Linked DNA regions of Mus musculus: regions 1, 2 and 3 are each linked to region 4. The links are chromatin contacts, called in public HiChIP or PLAC-seq and promoter capture Hi-C maps. All regions are on one chromosome and are shown on one strand. Each heading gives the region's core, a stretch centred on a gene start, on an enhancer-like site or on the middle of the called end of the contact. The rest is flanking DNA. Distances are from core to core; before and after follow the strand shown.

Region 1 (3,984 bases), core at 92-2,591, 310 kb before region 4:
GGAAGAGGTTAACAGTGGTGTATCATTGAGAAAAAAACGCTGACACTTTCCAAGTAAGCCAACCTTCAAATTCACTTCACCAGGAGTCTACATACTCCTGCCTGCACACAGCTTTGACCCTCCCATCCCGAGGGCCAATTAGAGGTAAAACTACCTGGTGTTCTCACTTTCTTCACAGCCTTACCGCACCAATTTCAGAACTATAACCAGAAACTACAAACATCAGCAAAGGAGATGGAAAGAAGAAACAAAAATCCAAACGTTGGTCAGACGTGGCGTATTACGATCAAGCAACACAGTATGTTTTTTTGTTTTGTTTTGTTTTGTGGAAAAAAGAAGTCTCCAAGCAGGGAAGTTTTCCTACATGTAGACTTGGGGCTGCTGCTAGCCTGCAGGTCAATCCACCCCAGCAGTTGCGCTTGCCTGCACCCCTGGAAGCCTTACACCACGTGGCTTATTTACAAGTCTGGTACGTGCATTGGTTGGGACAGCTTCAAAACCACAGCGGGACTCTCGCTCTGACAATCCAGGTTTGCTCTCTGGTGCTGCAGGGAGTCGCAGACAAAATCCTCCCACGGAAATCCAAGGGCCAAATCTAGCCAGCAGCCCGAGGTTGAGAGCAGCCACACAAAGATGGTGTGTAACCTGAGATCAGAAAGCCCTCTGTGTGCCTCAATCACGGGCGGCCAAACACACCTAAACCTGTTTGCCCAAAGTACTGCCCCAAAGCAACCCACCGAACTGAAGTTTCGGCGAAGTCTGGACTAGAACGAATTGCAGTTGGGGCACGATCTCCCAACGGAGCCCTTGAGATTTCTTCAAGCCATGAGCTCTGTCTTTACAGAATGGGCGGCAATGGTAGAAAATCCTAGAAGCCCGCCAGTTCTTACCTGTGAGCTGTAAACTCAGGAGAAGTGGAAGCACAAGCGCGGGGCTCTTGCCATACATCAGGGAAAGCCAGTCGTGGCCCCAGAGGCCAAACCCGGCAGACCCAGGACTCCAGCACCCAACCAAGGCCAAGGCTAGGACGAGCAGGCGGCACAGTTTACCCACGGAGAGGTCCGAGTCCCTCACCTATGGGAAGGCGCACAGCGGAGCCAACCAGTCGTGACTCATCCCGCCCCGGCCGGTACAGCTCTGGAATGAAAGGTGGGGCCTCCGCACCCAGCGCCCTCCTCCTGATTCTCCCTCCCGCCCCTCTCCACACTCCAGCCCTCTGCGCAAAGGTCTCAGACTCTGCGGTCCTCTCTTTACTTTTCCGTTCATCTGACCGAGCCCTGGCCTCCGGATGGCCTCACAAGCAGCCAGAGGAGGTGGTGCCAGTTTGAAATGTCCCAGACTGCTCTGAACTTGGCCCACACACACCCTTTTAAAACAGACTTTAGTCTTGCCTAGGAAGTGAACATTGAAAGTTTTGCAGTGATTCCTGTCCTTGGAATCAGCCTAGGGCCTGACTCACCGCACCCATCAGTTCTGGGAATTCCTTGAGACCCTCTGGTGTGAACAGGCTCTCCTGAGACTCAGCAGAAAGAAACCAAGTCTCAATGCTGGTTCCTTTCTCAGCTCAGAGCAACTCCCCTGCTCCTTTCTCCCAGCTTAGGGCAGTTTGCAAAGGACTTTTCTGGGCATCCTTTTCTCTCCACAATCCTATGGAAAGGAATACCATTTTAACAGCGTAAAGAGTAACCTCTTAGAGCCTGGCGGTGGCGGCGCACACCTTTACTCCCAGCACTTGGGAAGCAGAGGCAGGCGAATTTCTGAGTTCTTTCTGAGTTCGAGGCCAGCCTGGTCTACAGAGTGAGTTCCAGGACAGCCAGGGCTACAGAGAGAAACCCTGTACTGGAAGGAAAAAAAAAAAAAACGCTCAGGAGGGAAGCAATTGCCCATAATCTTTGTGTGTTCTATGTTATTGTTTGAGACTGTCTCACCATGTAGCCCAGGCTGGACCTTGAAGTTGGGGAGTCACTGCCCAGCTTTGGCAATACTCAGGACTAAACTCATGACCTTGTACTTACTAAGCAAGTGTTCTGGCACGGAGCTACACCCACAGCCCCATGGGAAGCTTCCTGACTTGCGTGAGTTCCCTGCCCACAAACCAAAAGCCTGATAGGGGTGATCAGTGAACTCTCAAGGAAAAGAAAACCTTTCCTGTGCCCCAGATTTCAACTGCCATTTTGAGGACAGCCACCTATCTGAGAGGCCTGAAACGCGGAGATAAAGGGCTTCATCTGGTAAGAGGCACAACAGCAAGCTGGCAAACAGAGGCAACCAAGACCGAATGCAGTTAAAAAGTGGGTGGAGGCTACGACATAAGTATTGGCACCAAGCCAAGGAGCCTGGCCACCTGAGTCCGGTCTAAGGAACCCACGTGGTAGAAGGAGAGAATCAAACCCTGAAAACTGCCTTTTGACCTACACACACACACACACACACACACACACACACACACACACATACACACACACGCGCGCGCGCGCGCTATGGTGCACATGCACACATGCAACAGAGAGACAGAGACACGGGGTGGGGGAGGGGAGAGGGAGGGAAAGACTAGTTAAAATGTAATTTAAATTTTTAAAGAAGTAAGCTAGATGGGGGATGGGACACTGAATACAATTGAATCGCCCTTATCCCTGGATTAGCTATCTAGAAACTATTCCGTGATCCGTACCACAGTCTTCTATCTGAACCCCGGTAAAAAGGGTGCTGCTAGGAGGGAAGCAAGGGCCAGACTGGGTAGAAAAATAAAGAAACGTCAGGCTAGGGGTCTAGCAGCTCAAGGACAAAGTGAGTACCCAGGACCCTGGGTCCTATCGAGCAGGCGATAAAATAAAAGCATTCCACCCAAAGAGGGGTAAATTACTGACATGAAGGAAAAAGAAAAGTGTGGAGGAGAGATGGAACAAACGGGCAGACACTCGCCCAAACCTACTCATTACTCTGGGGAGCGCAGGGGCTGCCCCAGAGGGAGGTCAGCTGCGTGCTGGCACCAAAGCGCTCCTGTAATGAGTGTCTGGCTCCTTCGCCAGCCTCTAGGACCTAGAGTCTAGGTGATTCTGAGCAGCCCAAACTGAAAATTCTGGGTTGCTGAGTGGCACTTACATGGTGGGCAGATGTAGCCTTCCCTGTAGGTAGGTCAGAAAAGGGTCAGCTCCAGGAACCCCGGGAGTAGGGAGGGGGGCGAGTTAAAGAAAACTTCATCTTGGTTGGCTTTCGACTTTGCAGAGAAACGCCATTCCAAACAGACAGAGCCAGGGAAAGGTTAAGTTGACAGCAAATTGCAAAATTCAGTGAGAGGTGGAGTTAACCGAAGAACACTCTGAAACAGCAGGTGAGGAATCAGGGCAGGAGGCAGTGAACAGAATAGAAAGCTTGTTGTCCAAGCAGAGGAATTCCTCCCCAGTCACCAGATGCCCTGAGAGCTGGCAGCCAGCCTTGCTCTGAGGGGCACAGCTGCCCGGATCCCATTCCTCAGCCCAGGTCAAGTTTTTGGCTTTGTGTTCAGCAACGCCCAGTTCCTTCCAGTTAACAGGAGAGGCTCCAACTATCTCACTGTTCCCACCCTGGGCGAAGAAGGAGACTGAGGGTTGAACCTGTTAAGAGAAAATGGCAAATAAAAAGAGCATTCATTGCCCCCTTGGTATTCCAAAGATGCCAGTGTGCGGAACTTCAATCAAAACAAGAGACATCTGAAGATAGCCGAAGAAATAGTTTATATCTGGGCAAATGAAAAAGAAACAAAGAAAGAGAAAAGGAAAGGACATTCTGATGATTAAAAGGAAGTGTTCAAAGATACTGCTTTTCCCTTAAACTTACCAGAGAAGAGTCCTGGTCATCATTAAAATTTGTAACATTGTAACATTGCCTTAGTCCTAAAGGAAGCAAGAACATCTGTTCCAACTGTCTTCCCAGTAGCTGCAGGATATTTAGATCTTCGGAGGTAGGAAGCTCACCGGAGGTTCAAAAGGCATAAAGACACTCTCT
Region 2 (3,755 bases), core at 615-3,114, 270 kb after region 4:
TCAGAGGTCTGTGGAGGCCAGAGGTATCACATGCTTCAGAAACTAGGATTACAGATAGTGTGAGCTTCCCAGTGTGGGTCTGGACCTGAGCTTGGGTCCTGTGGAAGAGCAATATACTCTCTTAGCTGATGGATCATCTCCCAGACCCATGATATGGGGGTTTTGGTTGGTCGGTTTAATTTGGTTTTGAGACAGGATCTCAAAAGTCCTGGCTGGCCTGGAACTCAGAGGGATCTGCCTATCTCAAGGGTATGTGCCGCCAGGCTGGAGCTTCTCCTATATTTATAAAGGTGGTACAGGGATGGAGGGAGTAAGATGGCCCAGCAGGTAATTGCATCTGCCACCAAGTCTGACAACCCAAGTTCAGTCTCTGAAACTCACATAGTGAAAGGAGAGAACTGATTCCTCCAAGTTGTTCTCTGATCCCCACAGACATTGTGGCCTGCATACACCTATACACCACACACACATACACACACACACTAAATAAATACAAACATACATATATAATACATACATACATACATATGCACATACGTACATACATATGTACATACATCATACGTATACATACATACATACATACAAAAAAGGAAAGGAGAGAGTGAGAGAAGGAGGTAGGCACACACAAACACACACACACACATAATCAATCAATCAATCAGTTAATCAATCAATCAAAACAAAGGAAGGGGGGAGGAAGCTAAGCACCAGAAGCCTGCAACTCTAGCACCTTGGAGATGGAGCAGGAAGATCAAGAATCCGAGATCATCTCCACCTATGTAGCATTTGAGGCCAGCCTGGGCTTCATGAGATCTTATCTCAGAAAACCAAGAGTGAGCCGATGATGTGAATCAGTTGGTAGAGCATCATGGCATCATGCATGAGACCCTGGGTTCTGTCCCCAGCACCATAGCCATAATCCCAGTCCTCTGGCATTTCAAAGGAGAAGAAGGAAGAAGGGGACAGGAGGAAGAGCAGCTAGGCATGGCAGTGCACACCTATGCTGCCAGCCCCGAGGGAAGACCTTGTCTCTAATTAATTAATTAATTAAAGCACAGCCAGCCATGCTAACACACACTACAATCACATTTCTTAGAAGACTGAAGATCAGGAGCTCAAGAACAGCCTGGGCACCAAATCAAATCAGCTTTCCTAAAGAGATAGATAGATAGATAGATAGATAGATAGATAGAGATAAAATCCAGAGCCAGAAGCAAGCTAGCACTAGCAGGGCTGGTAGGGCTTACCCCAAAAAGGGATGACCTGAAATTGGTCCCCAGGACCCACAGAGGAAGGAGAAAGCCAACACACAAGTTAGTTCCACCTTGTGATGTAGCACACATGCCAGGTTTCTCAGTGTAGCCCTGGCTGACCTGGAACCTACAGAGATCCTCAGTCCTCTGTCTCTTGAGTGCTGGGATTAAATGTGTGTGCCACCGTAAGGCTTTATTTTTATTCTCTCTCTATATGAGGGTTTTTCATGCATGTATATCTGTGTACCGTGTGTGTGTGTGTGTGTGTGTGTGTGTGTGTGTGTGTGTGTGTGTGTTTGGTAACCTTGGAAGTCCAAGGAGGGTATTGGATCCCCTGGAACTGGAGTTATACAGTTGTACCCACTACATGGATACTGGGAACCAAACCTAGGTCCCATCAGTTGCTCTCTTCAAAGAGCTGCCTACCCTGTTCTGACCCTAGCACCTCACCTCCCAGCTCTGGTTTCTGCAGGAAGCTGCTCTCCGGAGGTGAAGGAGAAGCCCTGTGGTACCAGCCAGGATGTTTGTGGATGTCTTCTTCCCTTCTACACTCTGAAAGAGCCTCCTTCCACTGTTAAAAGGGGAACCCTGTCACATGCCTGTCTGTGCCAATGAGTCACGTGCCCCATTATAATGGCCTCTTGACTATTTCCCTGTTGGGGAAGCTACCACTAGTGTAGAAACTTGTAAGTGCAAACATCGTTCTGAGAGTCAGGCATTTGAGCAAGACCTGTTGTGTGTGTAAGAAGGGGTGGGGGAGTGTTGTCTCAAGAAGATGTGCTGACAGGCGAGATGCGGTCATTTGATGGTTTTCTTGGTGCTGGAAGACTTAGACTTAGCGCCATGCCTTCTGTGTCACACACTATTGCCTGAAGCTTTAGTTCCTTGCTGTGGAGGCCTCACCTCACCATGGAATTGCTTCTGTCTCCTTTAGAGTAAGCAAGGAGGAACATCTGATCCTATGAGTCATTGCTTACTGCCTTTGGGGAAAAGGGGCTTCTGAGACAGATGTCCATCTTATATCCTTTACTGTCTGGTTCTGTGTAGCAACTTGAAACAAGCTAGAGTCATCAGAGAGGAAGGAGCTTCAGTTGAGGAAATGCCTCCAAGAGATCCAGCTGTAAGGCATTTTCTCAATTAGTGATCAGGTGGTTGGTGCCATCCCTGGGCTGGTGGTCCTGGGTTCTATAAGATAGCAAGGTGAGCAAGCCACATGGAGCAAGCCAGTAAGTAGCACTCCTCCGTGGCCTCTGCATTAGCTCCTGCCTCCAGGTTCCTGCCCTGTTTACGTTCCTGGCCTGACTTCCTTTAGTGATGAACAGCAATGTGGAAGTGTACTCTGAATAAATCCTTTTCTCTCCAATTTGATTTTTGGTCATAGTGTTTTGTTGCAGCAATAGAAACCCTGACTAAGACATGCCCTAAGCTGACCCTAGAGCCGCTATAGTTCAGGCTGGCACTGATCTATAAATCCTCCTGCCAAAGTCTCTTGAATACTGAGATTATAGGTGTCTTGTCTTGTCTTTTCTTTCTTTTTTTTCTTTTCTTTCTTGTTTGTTTGTTTTGAGACCGGGTTTCTCTGTATAGCCCTGGCTGTCCTGGAACCCACTTTGTAGACAAGACTGGCCTGGAACTTAGAAATCCACCTGCCTCTGCCTCCCAAGTGCTGGGACTAAAGGCGTGCGCCACCACTGCCTGGCATCTGAGTTCTATTTCTTTCCATGCCTCCCTCATACCTGCTCTCATGTCTTTTGTTTTTGAGACAAGGTCTCTCGTGTAGACCAGGATGACTTCAAACTTCTGATCATCCTGCCTTTAACCTCCCAATGCTGCTGGCCTCCAACTCCTGGCTCAAGCAATCCTTCTGCCTCAGCTTCTCAAGTAGTTAGAACTGCAGGTACATGCCAGCAGACCAACGGGAAGGGGTTCCACACAGTCACAAATTTGAGGAAATAGGAAGCAGGGATTATTATGGGTCATCGTGGAGGAAGCCTGTAATCATGACACCTCCGATTTAAAGGCTCCACAGGGAGCATTCGTCCTCCACCCGGCCATTGGAGCCTGATCTAAACCATAAACCTGGAGATCATTTGTTCTCCCCCTCTTACACTGCTCAGTGGTCATCACTGTCAGGGGCACCACTACAGCCTGCTCCTTTCTATTCTGGTGGCCACGGCCTGGCCACACTTGCTTTTCTTTTCTCTTGGGTAGTTCTGCTCCTCGGTCTCCTCACCTCATCTCTGACCACATGCCAGTCTGTCCTCCTCACTGCCAGAGGGATCCATGCCAGAATGGTCCCTCCAGAACTCTGGGGAAGAATCTCAAAGGCAAAACTTAAAACCCTTGGCAAAGGCAGTAAGTCACCAGTGGCCCAGAGCAGCTGCAGCTCCTGCCAGGCCCCACCACTGAACCTTCCTCTTGAGGAAGAAGTTTGGTATGCAGTTTCTAAGTGTGAGAATAATTCAAGTCCCTCAGCCTTTCTGAATGCAGATGCTTTCT
Region 3 (3,978 bases), core at 91-2,590, 270 kb before region 4:
CCTCCTCCAAGCCCCCCCTCCAAGTCCCCGCCCCTCAGATAGCCGCTCCCCCCACCCCTCCTTCCCCTTCCCATCTGAGAAGAGGGAGGTCCCTCTGGGCACTGAGTCTGATACTATCCCTTATCTGGAGATGTGGGTGGGCAAAAAGAATGTAAGAGTAGAAACTAGGGAGAAGGGCTGTGAAGCACTGCCTTCTAGTAGCTGTGGCAGCCAGCAGTGGATCCACATGCAACTGGGCTTATCAACAGTCAATCATGCATTGGGGCGGGACTTCTGGGGCTCTAAGCCTTTCTACTGAACTATAGGTTATAGATGGATTCAGAAAGAAAGGCAGCCGTTTTCTTCAGTCCTGTACCCACTGAGGAGCTCTTCAGGCTCCTTCAGTAGTTAGTTCCAAATCCACTGTCACACAGCTAACTCTCGTTAAACCCAGTAGATATATCAAGAAGCGGAGCCAGAGAGATACCTCAACAGATAAAGTTGTTTGTGGTTAAAAACCTAAAGACCTGAATTGAAACCTGGGACTCACATGTTAGAGAGAATCCCTCAAGCTACCCTCGACTTCCACACATGCTGTGGCAAGTCTATGCCCACACATATACACATATAATAAATAGGTAAATAAATAACGTAAAACTTTTTTTTCGTAAAACTTTTTAATAAAAGACTTGTCGAGAAAGGGAGATTAATCATCAGAAAGTGTGTTACAATTGTATGAAATTATCAAAGAGCTAAGTCAATAAGCGTTTTTTACAAAGAAAAAGATTGTTGCTTATAACTCAGGAAGTACTTATGCTAGATTTTAAATAATAATGCTAAAAGCTACCCTAGTGGGTGCATGAGTAAAGCCCCTAGCATAGTGTCAGTACAAAGACAGGAGCTATGTGACTCTCTCATTGTCCAGCAACTGCCCAGCATGTGCAATCAAAGGCCAGGACGGCTACATGCTAAAAATCCTGTCTCAAAGAAAGAAAGAAAAGAAAAGCAAGCCCCTCGAAGATTATTAATGAGACGGCTCCACTCCATCCTGCTGCTCAGACCCAAGGGCACCATAACAGAAGGCAGATACTGAGTGCTTCAACGTCTTCCTGCCTCCGCTGGAGGGGTTATGCATAAGGAAGGCTCCCTCAGTGTGGAGGTGCTTTGCACAGGGCACAAGTAGGTGTTTTTCACAGCACTCTCGGGGGCTTGCTAGAGCCCCCCTTGTTCATCCTTATGGGAAGGCTGTGAGGCGCGGATTTCCTCAGTTAACCAAGGCGGAGGCTTCTGCCTCAAACATTTCCAAGTGACGTGGAGCAGGCGGGCCCTGAGTCCCCTCTACACTTCCTGTGTGGGGTTCAGACACCTGCCTCCCCTGTCTGCGTCTGGTGCCTTCTTCAGAAATGGTAAGTCTCTCCTTGTGAAGTGCCCCCCACTCTCCTTCATCCTACTATGGCAACCAATGATCCAGGGTCTTTGCATGCAGCCACTGTGTTGAAAACCTCATCTGTTTCTTTTTCAGAAGTAATGAGCTGGCTGCGTCCGCCATCTTGGTAGAGAGAGCATTCTGAGAGGATGCGGTGGAACACTTTCTGGGGCATCCTGTGCCTCAGCCTCCTAGCTGGTGAGTAGGGGAATGAAAGGGCGGTGCTTTCCCAGGCCATTGCAAGGTTCACAGTCTTGCCCAGTGCAGCTGGTGCCTCAGTGGCTAGAAGATTCAAGGAACTGTTGGCGATACCGTTAGGAAGTGGGGACAAGGGCTGGGGACTCAGGTGCGGGGAGACAGTTCAGGAGACATGCAAAGGAAATCAGTTGGGTTGATCTCATCAACTGAGAGAAGAGTTCTGTCTGTCGTGGAAAATAAGCCCATCTGACTGTAAACTTAGCAATGCTAAGAACTAACACAAGGAATGAGCAGAGATAGTGCCTCTCTTGGTTTGGGGGAGACGGGAGGGTTAGACTCAGGTTCATCCCAGCTTAGTATCTTTGAGACACTTTGTAATTTCCAGTCTTTTGGAAGTGGCCAAGAGATTCCTACTAGTTCATCCTTTTGGGGAAGTAAGGTAGGATAGAATTGGTAAATAATTGAGAGCACATAAACAACATGCATGCTCGTGCTCGTGCGCGCGCGCGCAAGCACACACACACACACACACACACACACACACACACACACACACACACGGCCCTTTGCTAAGTGCATGTGCCGCATGAAGAAACAAGGGTTAATCAGTTTGATTCTTGCTTCTTCCATGGAAGAAAAGTGGTACGGCTCCTGTCTTATGGATGAAGTTGTCATGCACGATTGACTAATCATTCATTGTTAAACAGCAATTCCGGCAGTTGATCTGGGAAGCCAGAGATGTCTGTCGACAGGGTCTGTGCTCAGGAGGGCTGCATGCACTTTGTGAGGCAAATGGCTCATGAGAGTTTTATGTCAAAGACCTAGAAAATTGCCACAGCCTGGCTCCCCTCTCAGAACCACAGCTGTGTGCCTCTACTTCCTGCTTCACTTTGGGTTTCTCAAACTTGACTGTGCACACACCTTCACAGGGGGTCCTGAGAGAGTTGGCTAGCTGCTTGTGAGACAGAGGTTCATGAGACAGTCTAAGTTGACTGGTCTTAAACACTGTGCCCTTCTGCCTTAGCCCTGTGAATGCTGGGATTCTAAGCTTGGGCTAGCAACTCCTTCAACATCCTGTATTTCTAACAAGCTTTGGGTTTATTTATATGGGACTGGTCCAAGGAACACACTTTGAGTCTCACGGGGCAGACTATGACTCCTGCAAGAAGCAGTCATTAATTGTACTACCCCTTAAATTAAATAAATAAATAAATAAACAAAAAAACAAACAAATAATGAAAGCATCACTTAAAAGAGAAAAGAGGAGAGTCTATGGTATAGTTGAGTGGCTGAAGTGCCTCCCATCAAGGTTGACAACAACCTGCATTCCCTCCCCAGGCCCTACACGTGAAAGGAGAGAAGCCGTTCCTACAGGTTGCCCTCTGACCTCCCAATCCCGAAGCACACATGCACACACAGGCACACACTAAATAAATGTAAACAAACATAATAAAGGGAAAGATAAAGACGGAGGAGGGAGGTAAGGAGAATGTTGAAGACTCAAGCACTGTAGATATGTGCTTTGTCTGCTCTGGGGATGCAGAACGTCTCACCCTGCACTGAGACTGTTCATAAGCAAAACGCTCGCTCGGGCGGTGCAGGGGAACTGGCCACTGTGACAGACCCAAGTCAGTGTTGATGAGGGGACCCAGGATAGTCCGATGCACAGGCTCTAGTTGCTAGTCGTCAGGCTTTCAAATATCCCCACCTCTGTCTCAAGCAGAAAACAAGTGGAAATTTTGAGCTCAGCAAAGACAGAATGAGAAAGAATCCTAACACCTGCACCCACCAAGGGCTTGTTTTCCGTCTGAAGTCAGAGAGCAGTTTTCAAAATGGAGGGGCAGCTGCAAAGCTCCGTGGCTTTTTCTTGAGATGACCCCCGACTTTCTTGACTTCTATTTGTTAAACACTGTGCATTCACATCGAATGCTAGAAGTTTCCTCGTCCCGCTTCCTCCTGAATTGCCTGGGATCCTCTGCTTGATGCCCTGTAGGAAACGTCCTTTCCTGTGGTATAGAAATGACTGTTATGTGACCGTGGGTGAGAAGGACTTGAGATACCAGTTCTGATCAGACAGGAGCACAGTTCTTTTTGTTTGGAATTTCAGGCATTCACAGCACATACTAACTCATGTCTCTTCTGTTTGTTTTCCAGTTGGCACTTGCCAGGACGGTAAGATATGATTTCTTTCTTTGCTATGAAAGTTATGCCAGGACTGGACTTAGCCGTCATGCTAAATAACAGTGATCTGGTCTATAACTGATGGACAGCAGTGATCCCATGCAATTACAGTAGAGCTGGAAAGCTCCCATCACCTGGTATTTCACTGTATCTGCTTTGTGTGCCCATACACAGACACTTCCCATTTGTGTTGT
Region 4 (3,605 bases), core at 293-2,792:
CTGTTGTGATTGACATATGCCTCAGGAAGGTTGGCCAGAGCTGAAATTGTTCCTTGAGCCTCAAATGATACGAAGAGAGGTAAAAAGAAGCTGCTTATATCTTGGGACTTTCTGGTGACCACAGTGCACTTGTCACCTCTGTTAGCTAGAGGAGGTGGCAGGTAGGACTCCTTCTCCTCCTCCCTCTTGTTCATTGCTCCACAGTCTCAGGTTTAATCGCCAGCTGTGGATGCCCCCTACTAATGCTAGTTCTGTCAATGAGTGACCAAATTCCTGCAGTTCAGTCTCCTGCCATTCCTGAGAGAGAGAGAGAGAGAGAGAGAGAGAGAGAGAGAGAGAGAACACAGAACAAAAGCCACTGGAACAGAACTGGGTTTGTCCATTCCAAAGAGGACTTTCATTTTAAATTTTCTCCAACCCATCCCATCTGGACCTTAAGCCAGACTTGGGGGCTTCCTGCTTGTTCCTTCACTGAGGAAAAGCCTCTGCCAATCCTTTAGTGCAGGTTAAAGAGGCCCAGTCTAGTCTGAGTTCAGCTCCCATGAGGCCTCCCAGCCGTCTCCTGGGGCAAGAGCAGGCTTTGCAAGGTGCGGCTACACTGTCAGCTTGGATTTCGGGGTGCGGGTTGGACTGCTGAATGACTTCGCCAGGCTGGGCTTATAGACTGCCCCCCTCCCTCTTTTCTTCCTCAAACTCCCACTCTTCAGCCAACCTGGTGTCTTTCTACCCTGCCTCCAGCTCCAGCTGCAACCCAACAATTCTTTAGTGGAGGTGAATGGACAGAGGCAAAAAGGCCGGCTCCATTCAGCTTTCCTGGGTCCTGTGGTTTGCACCACACTTTTTTGTTTGTTTTTGTTTTTTGAGACAGGGTTTCTCTTGTGTAGCCCTGGCTGTCCTTGAACTCATTCTGAGACCAGTCTGGTCTCGAACTCACAGAGATCCACCTGCCTCTGCCTCCCGAGTGCTGGGAAAAAGACCACCATCATTTGGCTTACAGCACACTTTCAACGGACCTTGCCTTCACGTTCATTTCTGAAGCATGGTGTGCAATTATTAAATCGACAACTCTCTATGGTGGGGCTTGGAACAGCAAAGGGTAGGGGCTGACCTGGGTGCCCTCAGTTGATGTTCTGAAAGGAAATTGAGCATCTGTGGTAGGGCTGCGCTAGGACTCATGGGGAGTCAGGGGACGATTCAGGCATCTTGGGTAGGCGGAGGTAAATAAAGAAGTGCTTCGAGGCCCAGAGTGGAGGGTGGTCTAGGAGGGTCGGAAGGGGAGGGTGAGAGGAGAGTTTGCACGGTGGTGGCCCTGGTGGTGGTGGTGGAAAGCCCAGCTGTACAGATGAACAAAGCGGGCGCTGTGCAAGCGGGGGAGGTGCTGCTGTGGGAAAAGCTGGGTGGGGGCCTTGGGCTCCAGCACCACAAGGGCGTCTTCTCTAGCTGGCCAGGCGGACAGGACGGGATGGGGGCGGGGACTCAGGGAAGCGGGGCGGGACAGTCTCCCTCTCCTCCTACTCAGCTGGCTCCAGGGGAAAAGCAACAGAGTCTTCGCCAGCCTGAGGCCGCCGCGGCCCACTTGGGCAAAGGGGCCGGTGTCCCCCCAACTCCCCACAAGGTAAGCGTGCCCCTCCCACTATGCCTCGGGGTTCCATTCGCCGTCTGGCTGAGTCTACAGAAGGGAAAGTCCCCGGGACCAGACGAGACCAGTCTGGCCCAGCGAACTGGGTAGAAAGGTGCGGAAAAAGGGGGCCATGCCAGGTGAGTGCGTTGGCGGAAGGGGCTTTGTGGGCCGCCCTCGGCGAACTGCTTGCTCTTGCCCTCCTGAGTCGTTGCCAGCGCCACCGCCAGAGGGGGCCCTGGTATTAAGTGGAGGAATTCCCCCCCCCCAAGTCTTGCGGGATCTAGATCCTCCTGTGGGCACCCCGATGGCCAGTATCCCACACTTGCAGTCTCGGGTTGGGTACGCGCGCGGGACCTTGTCTACAGCATCGCACATGGTTCCTCTCCACATCAGCAGGACCACAGGAAGGGGGATCCCCTAGGCGTCTCCGCTCTTGTCCTCGTTCCAGCTGCCTGGATGGACTCAAAAAGATGTGGAGTTCAACTCTGAGGCGTGGGAGGGAGTCAGGGAGGGATCCTGGGGTTTCCATGTCTAGGGTCTCCTGGGCACTTTTCCAGGACCCCCGTTATCTATGAGGGTCCCCGGCGACCTGGGATGACTGAGCCGTTGGCTCCCGCTCCGCCTCCGCGGTCTGGATCCAAAAACAGCGCGGAGTTCCCCAGCCGAGGTCGAGCGCCGTCATCGGACTCCCCCGGGATGGGGAAGCGAGGGTAGGCGGCTGGGTGGGGTCGTGGGGCGCGGGGTTGCCCTGGCGCCGCGGACGCTTCCGCCCAGGCCAGCGCAGCGGGGATTTGGCTCGCGACTGCGCGGCCCGGCGGGGGACCCAGTGAGCCGGGGTGGGGCTGCATTCTGGGCCCGTTAGCTCAGCGGTCCCGGAGGCTCCCGGAGACTGACTCATCGCACTTCGGGCTCACTCCACAGCGGTCACACAAACAGAACTGGCCACTAACACGGGCGTCCGCACAGCTCCCACGCACAGCATCCCACGCCTCACCTCCGCGCACCCGCAAGACACGTCACACCGACAGTCCAGTGTCACCCCACGGGTGCACACGTGAATCCTCACATGGGCCTCGACTTCACACACTTAGTCCGCTTCACACCACGCACTCCACGCGCTGGGAAGGGTCGCCCGGGAAGACTGCTCCACTCACGCAACCTCCCCGCACGCACGCACCTCCCTCCACATGCCAGCCCCCTTCCTGCAGCTGCGAGGCCGCCCCCTTTCCCTGCTGTGCAAACAAGCGACTTTTTCTCTCTCTGCCCTGCTGAAGAAAGGCCGCTTGTCCCCGGGGCCGGACGGGCGGGGCTGCCGCAGCAGGCGACCCAACACTGCTGCCTTGTCCCACCCGGTGGCCTGGGGAGGGCCGAGCCTCTGCTGTGGGGAGATCCACGAACCCTGCGGGTTTCCGAGAAGTGCACCTTTCCAGCGTCGCTCCCCAATACTCCTCCACCCCAACTACTCTTCCCAGCTCTGTCTACTCTGTCCCCAGACTGTGCAAGACTCTGTTCTCCCGCTGCTGGGGATTCCTCTTTTCCTAGCTGCCCTCCGGTTCCGTTCCCCGCTCCAAGGTGCTCTGAAGCGCCTGGTTTATCCTCTCCTATTTGGGGAATGTATGCTAAGTCTGCCCCCTCCCTCCCCATCACCACCACTCATGCTTCTTAGGGTTCCCTGGCCTTCCCTACAGTCTATTTTCCTAGTTCACTATCTCATCCCCAAAACTGCTGTTATTTTTTGAGACAAGGTCTCATGAAGCTCAGGCCGAGGCTGGCCTTGAGTGTCTGATATCCTGTCGCCACATCCGGAGTACAGGGAATTAGGTTTACAGGCATGTACCACCACACCCAGGCTCTCCTCACCAGCTTTCAGTATTTTCTCCTGACTTCACACTCTATTATCCCTGCACCTCGTCCTTTCTACAAACCCCCCTTTCTCTCTGCCTATTTTTATTTCTAATTTCTTCTCTACACGCCTGGCTTTGGA

Evidence for each region. Promoter capture Hi-C pulls out the DNA fragments that hold promoters and counts their contacts. HiChIP or PLAC-seq counts read pairs in DNA pulled down with a chosen protein or histone mark.
Region 1: a FOXA1 HiChIP or PLAC-seq map of pancreatic cancer cells shows a contact between it and region 4. The contact joins the promoter of Mpzl2 here to the promoter of Phldb1 in region 4. A contact is called at or near these places in 1 of 484 Hi-C or Micro-C datasets (embryonic stem cells) and 2 of 115 datasets of contacts at active chromatin or transcription factors (pancreatic cancer cells and trophoblast stem cells).
Region 2: an H3K4me3 HiChIP or PLAC-seq map of bone marrow-derived macrophages shows a contact between it and region 4, with 6 times the contacts expected there. The contact joins the enhancer-like site here to the promoter of Phldb1 in region 4. A contact is called at or near these places in 16 of 39 promoter capture datasets (the 3T3-L1 cell line, 3T3-L1-derived adipocytes, the C10 cell line and 9 more), 3 of 15 datasets of contacts at CTCF or cohesin (embryonic stem cells, large pre-B cells and pro-B cells), 19 of 484 Hi-C or Micro-C datasets (B cells, CD4 T cells, CD8 T cells and 12 more), 20 of 115 datasets of contacts at active chromatin or transcription factors (the 230-238 cell line, astrocytes, bone marrow-derived macrophages and 13 more) and 5 of 9 other capture datasets (adipose tissue, embryonic stem cells, liver and 2 more).
Region 3: a contact with region 4 is called in a promoter capture Hi-C map of stem cell-derived epiblast-like cells, with 2.6 times the contacts expected there. The contact joins the promoter of Cd3e here to the promoter of Phldb1 in region 4. A contact is called at or near these places in 1 of 39 promoter capture datasets (stem cell-derived epiblast-like cells) and 1 of 115 datasets of contacts at active chromatin or transcription factors (embryonic stem cells).

What each region holds. Positions count from the first base shown.
Region 1 is chr9:45,039,701-45,043,684 of GRCm38.p6, reverse strand. Mpzl2 (myelin protein zero-like 2) reads right to left here and starts at 1,341. Exons shown (of 6, transcript NM_007962.4): 1 at 891-1,341. The coding sequence starts at 948.
Region 2 is chr9:44,460,255-44,464,009 of GRCm38.p6, reverse strand. No RefSeq gene overlaps it. Among named protein-coding and RNA genes, the nearest start is that of Upk2, 7.4 kb to the right of the region's middle. Within about 2 kb of position 1,864, at least 44 of the 459 cell types and tissues checked have an H3K27ac peak or open chromatin away from gene starts, as enhancers often do. A contact at or near this core is called in the HPC-7 cell line, bone marrow-derived macrophages, macrophages and 1 more, where this site is marked.
Region 3 is chr9:45,006,973-45,010,950 of GRCm38.p6, reverse strand. Cd3e (CD3 antigen, epsilon polypeptide) reads left to right here and starts at 1,340. Exons shown (of 8, transcript NM_007648.5): 1 at 1,340-1,385; 2 at 1,502-1,603; 3 at 3,758-3,775. The coding sequence starts at 1,555.
Region 4 is chr9:44,733,135-44,736,739 of GRCm38.p6, reverse strand. Phldb1 (pleckstrin homology like domain, family B, member 1) reads left to right here and starts at 1,542. Exons shown (of 22, transcript NM_153537.4): 1 at 1,542-1,615.